3 separate regions of the Mus musculus genome follow, and all the other regions are linked to region 1. Evidence: chromatin contacts called from public HiChIP or PLAC-seq data. All regions are on one chromosome and are shown on one strand. Each heading gives the region's core, a stretch centred on a gene start, on an enhancer-like site or on the middle of the called end of the contact. The rest is flanking DNA. Distances are from core to core; before and after follow the strand shown.

Region 1 (2,700 bases), core at 57-2,556:
CAGGTCCCTCTGTCACTCCATGGACAGAGAAGTGTGTGAGGAGGCTGCAGGAGGATGACGCTTACCTGAGACCTTGGAAGGCTGTTGCATCCCAGTGCTGCCTTTACAAAGTGAAGCAGTTGGCTGGATATGGTCCTAACTAACAGTTGGTTCCAGAGTAGAGAGTATCAGCCGGTGTTACCTGCTGCTGTTCACAGGAGAAGAGCACAGGTTTAATGTTGGAGGATGTTCACAGAAGTCCTCTTGTTGCTAAGGCTTCCATGACACCCTCCCCCTTAGCTCTGCCTGAGCCTGCTTAGACCAAAACACTTCCTGACCTCTGTAGACCGTAAATGGTCTTCCCCATTTACCTGGCTTCTCTCCATCAGTGCCCAAGTTGGAATGACCTCAGAAAAGCCTTTCCAGGCCCCATGTTTGTCCCTCATGAACACTTATTTAAAATGCACCTGTCTTTCCCATCTTTACTGTGCCCACCAGTGTAAACTCTGGAACAGTTTGTATTTTCTTCTCATTAGACTCCCAGAACTAATGGACTCCACTGCTAGATGAACAAATGAGTGGATTGATAGACACATTATGAACTTTTTTGGGGCTGGAGAGAACTTGAATGTTGAAGGTGATACCTGTATCCTGACAGCCATGTTTTCAAGGCCACAAGTGTTGTAGGGACAAGCACAACCAGAGCTCGTCACAGCTGGGTTTGAATCCTGGCTTTGCCATAGGTGGTCCTGTGACAGCTTACCCTCCTGTTCTCAGCTTCCTTCTCCGTGAAGAGGGGTACCAGTAGCCACCTGGATGGTTGCAGGAGTGAGTTGATGCCTGAAAATGCCTGCTGCTGTTGCTGTTCTCATTACTGCTGTTTTAGGAAGAGGAAATCATGAGGCATTGTTTCCCAGAATGCTATAGTTCTGGTAGTTGGGGACCCAGCTGCTTCCCCTGGTGATCTTTCCCTGTCCACAGAAGTCTGAGGTGATTGATATGGGGGCTGCCTCTACTCAGCCCTCACAGATACAGAACACAAGCCCTGTTGAGAGGGCAGGTAGGCAGAGCAGAATGGAAGAGCTCTCCAGTTTGATATTTCTGTTGGGTTTTGGTGCAGGGTCTCCGTAACTCAGGCTGACCTTGAACTTGAAGCAGATCTTCTTCCTCAGCCTCCCAAGTGCTGGGAATACAGGCCTGAGCCTACATAGCCTTATCAATTTGTCTGTATCATTCTGACTCAGAGTCCCCTTGGTCTCAGCGCCACTGGTCTGGTTAGGAATTTGCTTCCCAGCCACCACCCCTCCCAGCATCATGAACTGCTGTCTGCCACCCTGAGGCTGCCTGCTGTGTGAGGCCTGGGTGGAGCCAGGGCAAGCCAGGCATCTGGAGGCAGTTTATTTCGGCTGAAGTCTCTGGGTATTTGATTATCCATTACCAAGAGAGGAGAATTAGCATCTCTGCTGTTTGTTTTATGAGATCATTCCAGTGCCAAACTCCTGTTTCCAAGCAACCTGCGCTTCCCAGTTAATGACCCTGGCAGGCTGGGCCTCTGGTCTTCCAGCCTCGGGTAACTATGGAGATGAGAGTACCTGGCATGGCCCGTGACCACTGCACACAGGTGGCTTCTGGGTCACAAGAGGGTAGCAACACAGGTATTCGTGCTTTGTTTTTCTCGTGGTAACAGAGGAGATGGGGGTGGGGGTCGGGGGATCAGCTGCTTGAGTGTTTGCCTAGTTTGCAGAAAGCCCTGAGTTCAGTCCTTTGCTCTAAATAAAACTGGGTGTGGTTAGCCACACCTGTAATCCTAGCACTGTGGAAGCCAAAGGCAGGAGGATCAGAAGTTCATACCTTGGCTAGGTAGTGAGTTTGAGGCCAGGCTGGGATATAGGAGACCCTGTCTCAAAGAAGGAAAAGATAAAGAAGGCGAGAGAATAGAGGGTACTAGAGCCCTTCCTGGAAGACTGTGATCAGTGCTGGTTATGGAAGTGTCTGGGACATCTCTGTGCTGTAGAGCACTTATGGCTGAGGGTTCCCTGGAGATAAGTGCACTTAGACCCCTCTGCCCCTTTCCCGGGAGCTTTTCCTTCTGACACTGCACTGCGTGGGCCTCCCCAGCACCCTAGTTCACACCCTCCTCTCTGGCTTCCTGGTCCCAAGGGCAACCTCACCAGCTTCTGTCTCCTCCCTGGGTGGCTCCAGGGACCTGCCCCTGGCACATGCCCAGCCTTTGTGTCCTGAAGGAACAAGGATTCTCAGGGAACAGATTGATCTTGTGGGGCCACAGGAGCAGTGTCTATCACTAGCACCTTGGTTGGCAGAAGCCCCCAAGGACGCCCGCCTGCAGCAGCTGTGTTCTGTTGCTACTTCATTGGGAAAAAATTTAAAGCAGGAAATCTGAGGATAATGTAGTAGACAACTGTGTCTGCAGCTCTCAGCGTAACAGATGAGGGTCGTCAGAGAAATACCAAACCTTTCCTTTTCTCCATTATTTTTCTTTTTTTTTTTTTTTAAAGATTTATTTATTGATTATATGTAAGTACACTGTAGCTGTCTTCATACACTCCAGAAGAGGGAGTCAGATCTTGTTACGGATGGTTGTGAGCCACCATGTGGTTGCTGGGATTTGAACTCCTGACCTTCGGAAGAGCAGTCGGGTGCTCTTACCCACTGAGCCATCTCACCAGCCCTCTCCATTATTTTTCTATTTCATCCTCTTCC
Region 2 (2,700 bases), core at 33-2,532, 190 kb after region 1:
GCTGGTGGTTGGCATAGAACGAAGCGCGTGGAAGGTGATTTTTCCCCAGGTGGCAGAGACAGTGTCAAAACCCTACCGCCAGCGTTCCCATTCCCTGCCCTCCGATTCCTGCCTCGATGACCCCAGAACACAATGGTCCCTTTGGAGGAGGGTTCCTCAGTGGTTGCTAAGCTAAGCCTTGCCAGAAGGTGTGAATATGGAAGGGAAGCTTTCATTGCACCAGCAATGTGTGGGAGCCTGGCTGCCAGGGACGGATGCAGAAGTGGAAGTAGCAGATGGGTTTTCTCCTTCTCCTTCCAGCAGCAAAGTGGTTCATCACAGGAAGTGTCCTACAAGGGAAGCGAAGCTTTGAGACTTTTGAGTGCTCACACCCCAGGCAGAGAGGGACCTGGCCTTTACCAGGTAGGGGTGTCACCCTGTCTGTTGTGTCTGAAGGTATCCCAAATAGATATATACAAGGCCCAAGAGGTAATGTCCTTCCTTCCCTCCCCACCAGGACAAGGAACCTGCAGCTGACAGAGGTGCTAGGCCAAGGTCAGAGGTGACATCATTGTTGGTCCAGAAGAACTAGCAGTGTTTTTTGTTTGTTTGTTTTTGTGGTGGTGCTGGGGATAGAACCCAGAGCCTTGTGCACAAAGCCATAGTATAAAACATTAATAATCCTCACAGTGTGGTGTGAAGCAATATTATAATTCCATTTTTCTCCTGAGGAAACTGAGGCTCTGAAAGATGATGTGACAGATGCAAAGATCACCCACTTAATGTACCACAGGGTCAAAGTCTGGGCAGACCCAGGCCAGACCATTTTACTGTTCCACACCACCCTCCCACAAACTGGGCTCGGACTAAAGATCTCACTGACGAGGACCAAATCACCCATGTATGCAGTTCTGGTAACTCCCTACACCCCTCTTACAGTGGAGGTGGGCACGTGTAGGAGGTTTATTTAGCATGCAGAGCCCTGGCATAGTCAATTAAGCCCGTCTTCTCTTTGTCTCCTTTGCTTGTTTCTCTGGCAGGCGGCACCATCAGCTTTATGGGGTATGTGTGCATATGGTCTAAGCCCCACAGAGTCCTATTATATACTCAGAAGACTAGAAGACTAGGACAGGAACAGGAAGATCTCAAACTCAAAGCTAGCCTGGGTTACATAGAGAGTTCTTGATCAGCTTGGATGTGACCCTGACCCCACCCCCACCCCCGCCTCCAAATCCTGTGTTGTAATTGCATGGTGGGAGGCTGCTGCATTCTCATAAGCTAGTGATGGATCTGACCATCTTGACCCAACCCACGCGCTACTTTGTTCTCTGTGCTGACTCCAGTAAAAGGAGGGATGAGAAGGGGGCAGGGCATTATTAGAGAAAGGGAGAAGAGCCCCGATCACACTGGCATTCGAAGCAGATCATTTATGTGTTAAAGAGCCTGACTTGATTGCTTAGTCAGGTCCCCGGTCTAACTGACCTCCATCCCCACATTCCATTCCCCCATCAGTCAGTTCACGCAGCTTTCACGGAATACGCGACACACTGAGCACTGCCCTTGGCCAGCAGCTCCACCTCAATCTAGATCACATCCTGGAAGTCGAGCAAGGGGATCAAACGTCTGGGGTGACCTCTGGGACTAGAACAAAGCCTCCAGGAGCAGCTGGAAGGTGGGGGTGGAGCTGGCGTGACAACACTGAGACTGGTCTATTGCACATCCGCTCACCTGGGTCAGGCCTTAGTCTAAGCACTGGGAGCAACTCATCTTTTCTTCACCAGTCCATGACTGTAGGACCTGTTACCCCATTTTACAGATGGAGGAGCTCAGGAAAAGGTTAGCTCTCTCTTGCTTGAGGTCACTGAGTGGCTGACACAGGCAGTCTAGCCCGAGATCCTGTAAGGTATGTTGGGAGGTGGGGGAAGGGGAGTTTTACCTCTGGCTCTCTGCAACGGTGTGGGCTGTGTTAGTTTAGGAAGGTGGGACCCACTCAAGGGTGTGTTTTTGAGCGCCTCGCACAGAAAAGGTGGTTTGTAACTATAGTCAGCACTGGGTGGAAGGGCAGGGGGCGTTTGGCTGAGAAGGCTCTGGCTGACCTGACCACGTAGTTTGCTGATTCATCCTACATCTGGGTCAGCTTTGGCTTCATCCCACAGATTTGCAGCAGCTGTTGAGAAATAAAAGCTTAGCCCCTTTGTCAATCGCAGGCAGGGGCAGTTCTTAGCCTGGGAGTAGCTCTGGGGGGGGGGGGGGGTCACACTCAGGAGCTGAGCTTTCTCAGAAATCACCACATTGTGTTTCCCAGCATCGTCTGTGGTGCTGGCTGATGGAGTGAGTGGTTTAGATAGTCTCTGCTGTCTGCATCCGTATAGCTCACAAGTTCCAGGCCTGCCCCCTGTGATAGCGTTGCCTCATGGCTCACTATCAGAGGTTTTCTGGCCAACATCTCTGGGTTGATAGTTCCAACCGCAACCATGGAATCAGAACCTGCCATCAGGCCCATGGCAGGAATTTTCTAGAAACCGGATAGCCTGTTTAGTCATCCCTTGTGATTTCTGCCAAGTTGAGCTAATGTTGCCTCTTTGTTTCTTTCCTAATTTGCCTTGCTTCTAACTTTGTCAAACCATCAATATTTGTTTATTTGTGGGTGGGTAAAGATCAAGTCTACAGGTGGTGTATATATTCGTGAGAGGAGAGGGGTTGCATGGGCCCCTATATGAC
Region 3 (2,700 bases), core at 174-2,673, 230 kb after region 1:
TGGACATCCAGGCCTCAGAGTGGAGAGGGAAAACCGATCCTCACATTGTCTTCTAACCCATGCACGTATACACACAAAATAAAGTTTTGTTTTGAGATAGGGCTTCAATGTTTGCTCTGGCTGTCATGGAACTCACTTTGTAGACCAGGCTGACCTCAAACTCAGAAATCTGCCTGCCTCTGCCTTCCAAATTCTGGAATTTTAAAGGCTTGCATTACTCCTGGCTCATAAAATGTTTTTAACATTCCATAAAACAAACAAACAAACAACAACTGGGCTTTTTTTTTTTTTTTCATGCCTCCTCAGCAGGAAGGAGGTGCAAACAGGAATGTCAGGGGTCGAAGCTATCCATAGCTACATACAGAATGTGAAGCCTGCCTGAACTACAATTGTCAAAAACAAGCAAAAGCCCCACAATTAAGTATGAATGAGAAATTGGTTCAGTTGCCAGTAAAATACCATCAAAACATAGAGGCCTGAGAAGTCCTATTTCTTTTTAGACGTTAGTCAATAAAAATTTAAACTTGATTTAAATAAAATTCGTTACCTTAAGACAAGTATGAACAAGAAAGTCTAGGATACTACACTTGTATGAAATAGAAATCCCAGATATTGGCACACTGTATATCACTGACCCATTATTCCTTGTGGCGTTACTAGGTCTGACCAATCCTTGATGTCCTCAAATTTCACCTTAATGAGGCTGACGTCTTTCAGCTTGTCTACCGGCAACTCCTTGACGTACTCCAGACGGCTAAAAAAGAACGCTTTGGGCACAGCTCCAGCCTTGAGAGCATCTGCAATCAGCCTGCGACCTTCCAGTAGGATCTTCCCTTGCTTTTCCCGAAAAGGCCTGGACTTAACTATTGTCATCACACTGCTGTGGGTGCAAACAGAGAGGGGATGATTATCAACGCTCTTGGCATGGAGGGATACATGAAGTTCTAACAGACACGCACAAGCCTCAAAAGACGACATTTATTTTGCACCGTCGAAACAGTAAGAGCCAGAAGCTTCACAGTGAAGCAAGAAAAGAAACGGGAGCAGATGACAAGTCTCAAAAACATATCACCTTAGCCTCCTGTCCCCGGGAAAGGCCTTATCGTAGCGAAGCCCTGCCTCTTCCCAGGTGTGAGGGGTCTGGGATGGGGATGTCTCAAGAGGCTGTTTCTGTCGCTGTCCCTGGGAACTGGCCTTAGGGACCGCCTTGCGAGGCTGCTGGTCAGGAGCGCGCTTCCGTTCCTCCACCTGTCCCGAGGGAGACAACACTCTCACCGGGCTACGCCGCAGCGCCCGGACCCAGCGCCGAGCGTTGAGGTCCCGAGTCTGGACCACCCGCAGCAATGATCCCAGGGAGCACCACATGCCCTTCGCCGGCGCTGCCATCTTTCCCCTGGCGCGCGCTACCTCACCCGAGCGCGCGGTCGAGTGTTAGTGACGTCACCCGACGATCCTTCCCGGTTTGGTGGGCGGGGTGTCCCTCTGCCTGGAACTCGGTTTTCGTGTTGGGAGCCATGGCCACTCGTCGAGCTCTGCACTTCGTTTTCAAAGTGAAGAACCGCTTCCAGACAGTGCATTTCTTTCGAGATGTCCTGGGGATGCAGGTGCAGACCGGGACCGAGCGGGGCTAGCGCGAGACCCCGATGGGCGGCCGGGCCGCACCAGGGGAGGGAAGACGCCGTGGGCGCGCGGCCACCCCAGCCGCCAGGCCCTAGACTCCGCGTTGCCACGCCGGTGTTTTCAGCTTTTGCGAGCCCCCCTCTTTCGGGTTGGGAAGCCTTTGAAAGGGGACTCACCTACCAGCTGTGTTGTCTACGCACGTTCACCTACAGCCCTTCTCAAATATTTTTTACACTCCTGGCTTGGGGAGCCTGCTGTCTATAGTGAAGGAGCGTTGATAGGCAAAACGTTATTTTAAAAAGCCCCTTCCAGTTCACGACAGAGCGGTCTCCTGGTTTGAAAGGTTTGGGTGTGATCAGCAAATTTCGGCTTCCATCAGAGCTGCGGATTTGAAATTTAGGCTCTGGGAGGGGGACCCATGGCTTTGCGCATGCTAAACAAGCACTCCGCCATCGGATTCCGCGAACAAGCCCTGTCCGAGCAAGTTTGAACGGTCTCTTTCGTAGGTGCTCATGATCTGTGGCTCTGTTCTAAACAGCCCAGATGTAAGTATGAGGTCAGAATCAAGTCGCCTTCCTAGTACCTGGAAACAGTCTGAGAAGCTGTGATTCTAAGGGGGTCACTTAGCTGAAAGTGTAGCGGAAAGGTTTATTGAGCTCTTTGGTAAGCCAGGGAGGTAGGAGCACACCAGTGCAGAATTTATTTATTTATTTTTAACAGACTTGTAGCAGTCCAAGTCTAGCTGGGTGTAGAGATGGTACAGGAGGTAAGGACTGTAAAGGAAGTTGCACAAATCAGTCAACACAGGTTAGTCATAAAAATATCTGCTGTGTAGGGGCTGGAGACATGGCTCAACTTTTAAGAATGATTGCTCTTCTTCCAGAGGGTGTAAGATGGGTTCCAGGTGTTGGATGGCTCACAACCATCTGTAACTACAACTCCCAGGGAATCTGACCTGTGGCAGGCAGGCAGATAGACACACACACACACACACACACACACTCCTGGTGTTTGAAGGTACCATGGTAAGGTTAGGTATAGACTAAATGACTCTGGCATTTGTTCCCAATTAGAGCACAT

What was found. HiChIP or PLAC-seq counts read pairs in DNA pulled down with a chosen protein or histone mark.
Region 2: a contact with region 1 is called in an H3K27ac HiChIP or PLAC-seq map of embryonic stem cells, with 5 read pairs. The contact joins two enhancer-like sites. A contact is called at or near these places in 1 of 115 datasets of contacts at active chromatin or transcription factors (embryonic stem cells) and 2 of 9 other capture datasets (adipose tissue and liver).
Region 3: an H3K4me3 HiChIP or PLAC-seq map of embryonic stem cells shows a contact between it and region 1, with 21 read pairs. The contact joins the promoter of Mrm3 here to the enhancer-like site in region 1. A contact is called at or near these places in 1 of 39 promoter capture datasets (cranial neural crest), 1 of 484 Hi-C or Micro-C datasets (CD8 T cells), 11 of 115 datasets of contacts at active chromatin or transcription factors (embryonic limb bud, embryonic midbrain, embryonic stem cells and 4 more) and 3 of 9 other capture datasets (adipose tissue, liver and pancreatic islet).

The regions. Positions count from the first base shown.
Region 1 is chr11:76,476,002-76,478,701 of GRCm38.p6, reverse strand. All of the region lies in intron 4 of Abr (active BCR-related gene), which reads left to right. Among named protein-coding and RNA genes, the nearest start is that of Timm22, 70 kb to the right of the region's middle. Within about 2 kb of position 1,306, at least 91 of the 459 cell types and tissues checked have an H3K27ac peak or open chromatin away from gene starts, as enhancers often do. A contact at or near this core is called in embryonic limb bud, embryonic stem cells, extraembryonic endoderm stem cells and 1 more, where this site is marked.
Region 2 is chr11:76,286,388-76,289,087 of GRCm38.p6, reverse strand. The region is part of intron 1 of Nxn (nucleoredoxin); the gene reads left to right. Among named protein-coding and RNA genes, the nearest start is that of Mrm3, 44 kb to the right of the region's middle. Within about 2 kb of position 1,282, at least 86 of the 459 cell types and tissues checked have an H3K27ac peak or open chromatin away from gene starts, as enhancers often do. A contact at or near this core is called in embryonic stem cells, where this site is marked.
Region 3 is chr11:76,242,459-76,245,158 of GRCm38.p6, reverse strand. It overlaps Mrm3 (mitochondrial rRNA methyltransferase 3), which reads right to left and starts at 1,423. Exons shown (of 4, transcript NM_183263.5): 1 at 1,073-1,423; 2 at 636-880. The coding sequence starts at 1,386. Glod4 (glyoxalase domain containing 4) reads left to right here and starts at 1,460. Exons shown (of 9, transcript NM_026029.3): 1 at 1,460-1,604. The coding sequence starts at 1,515.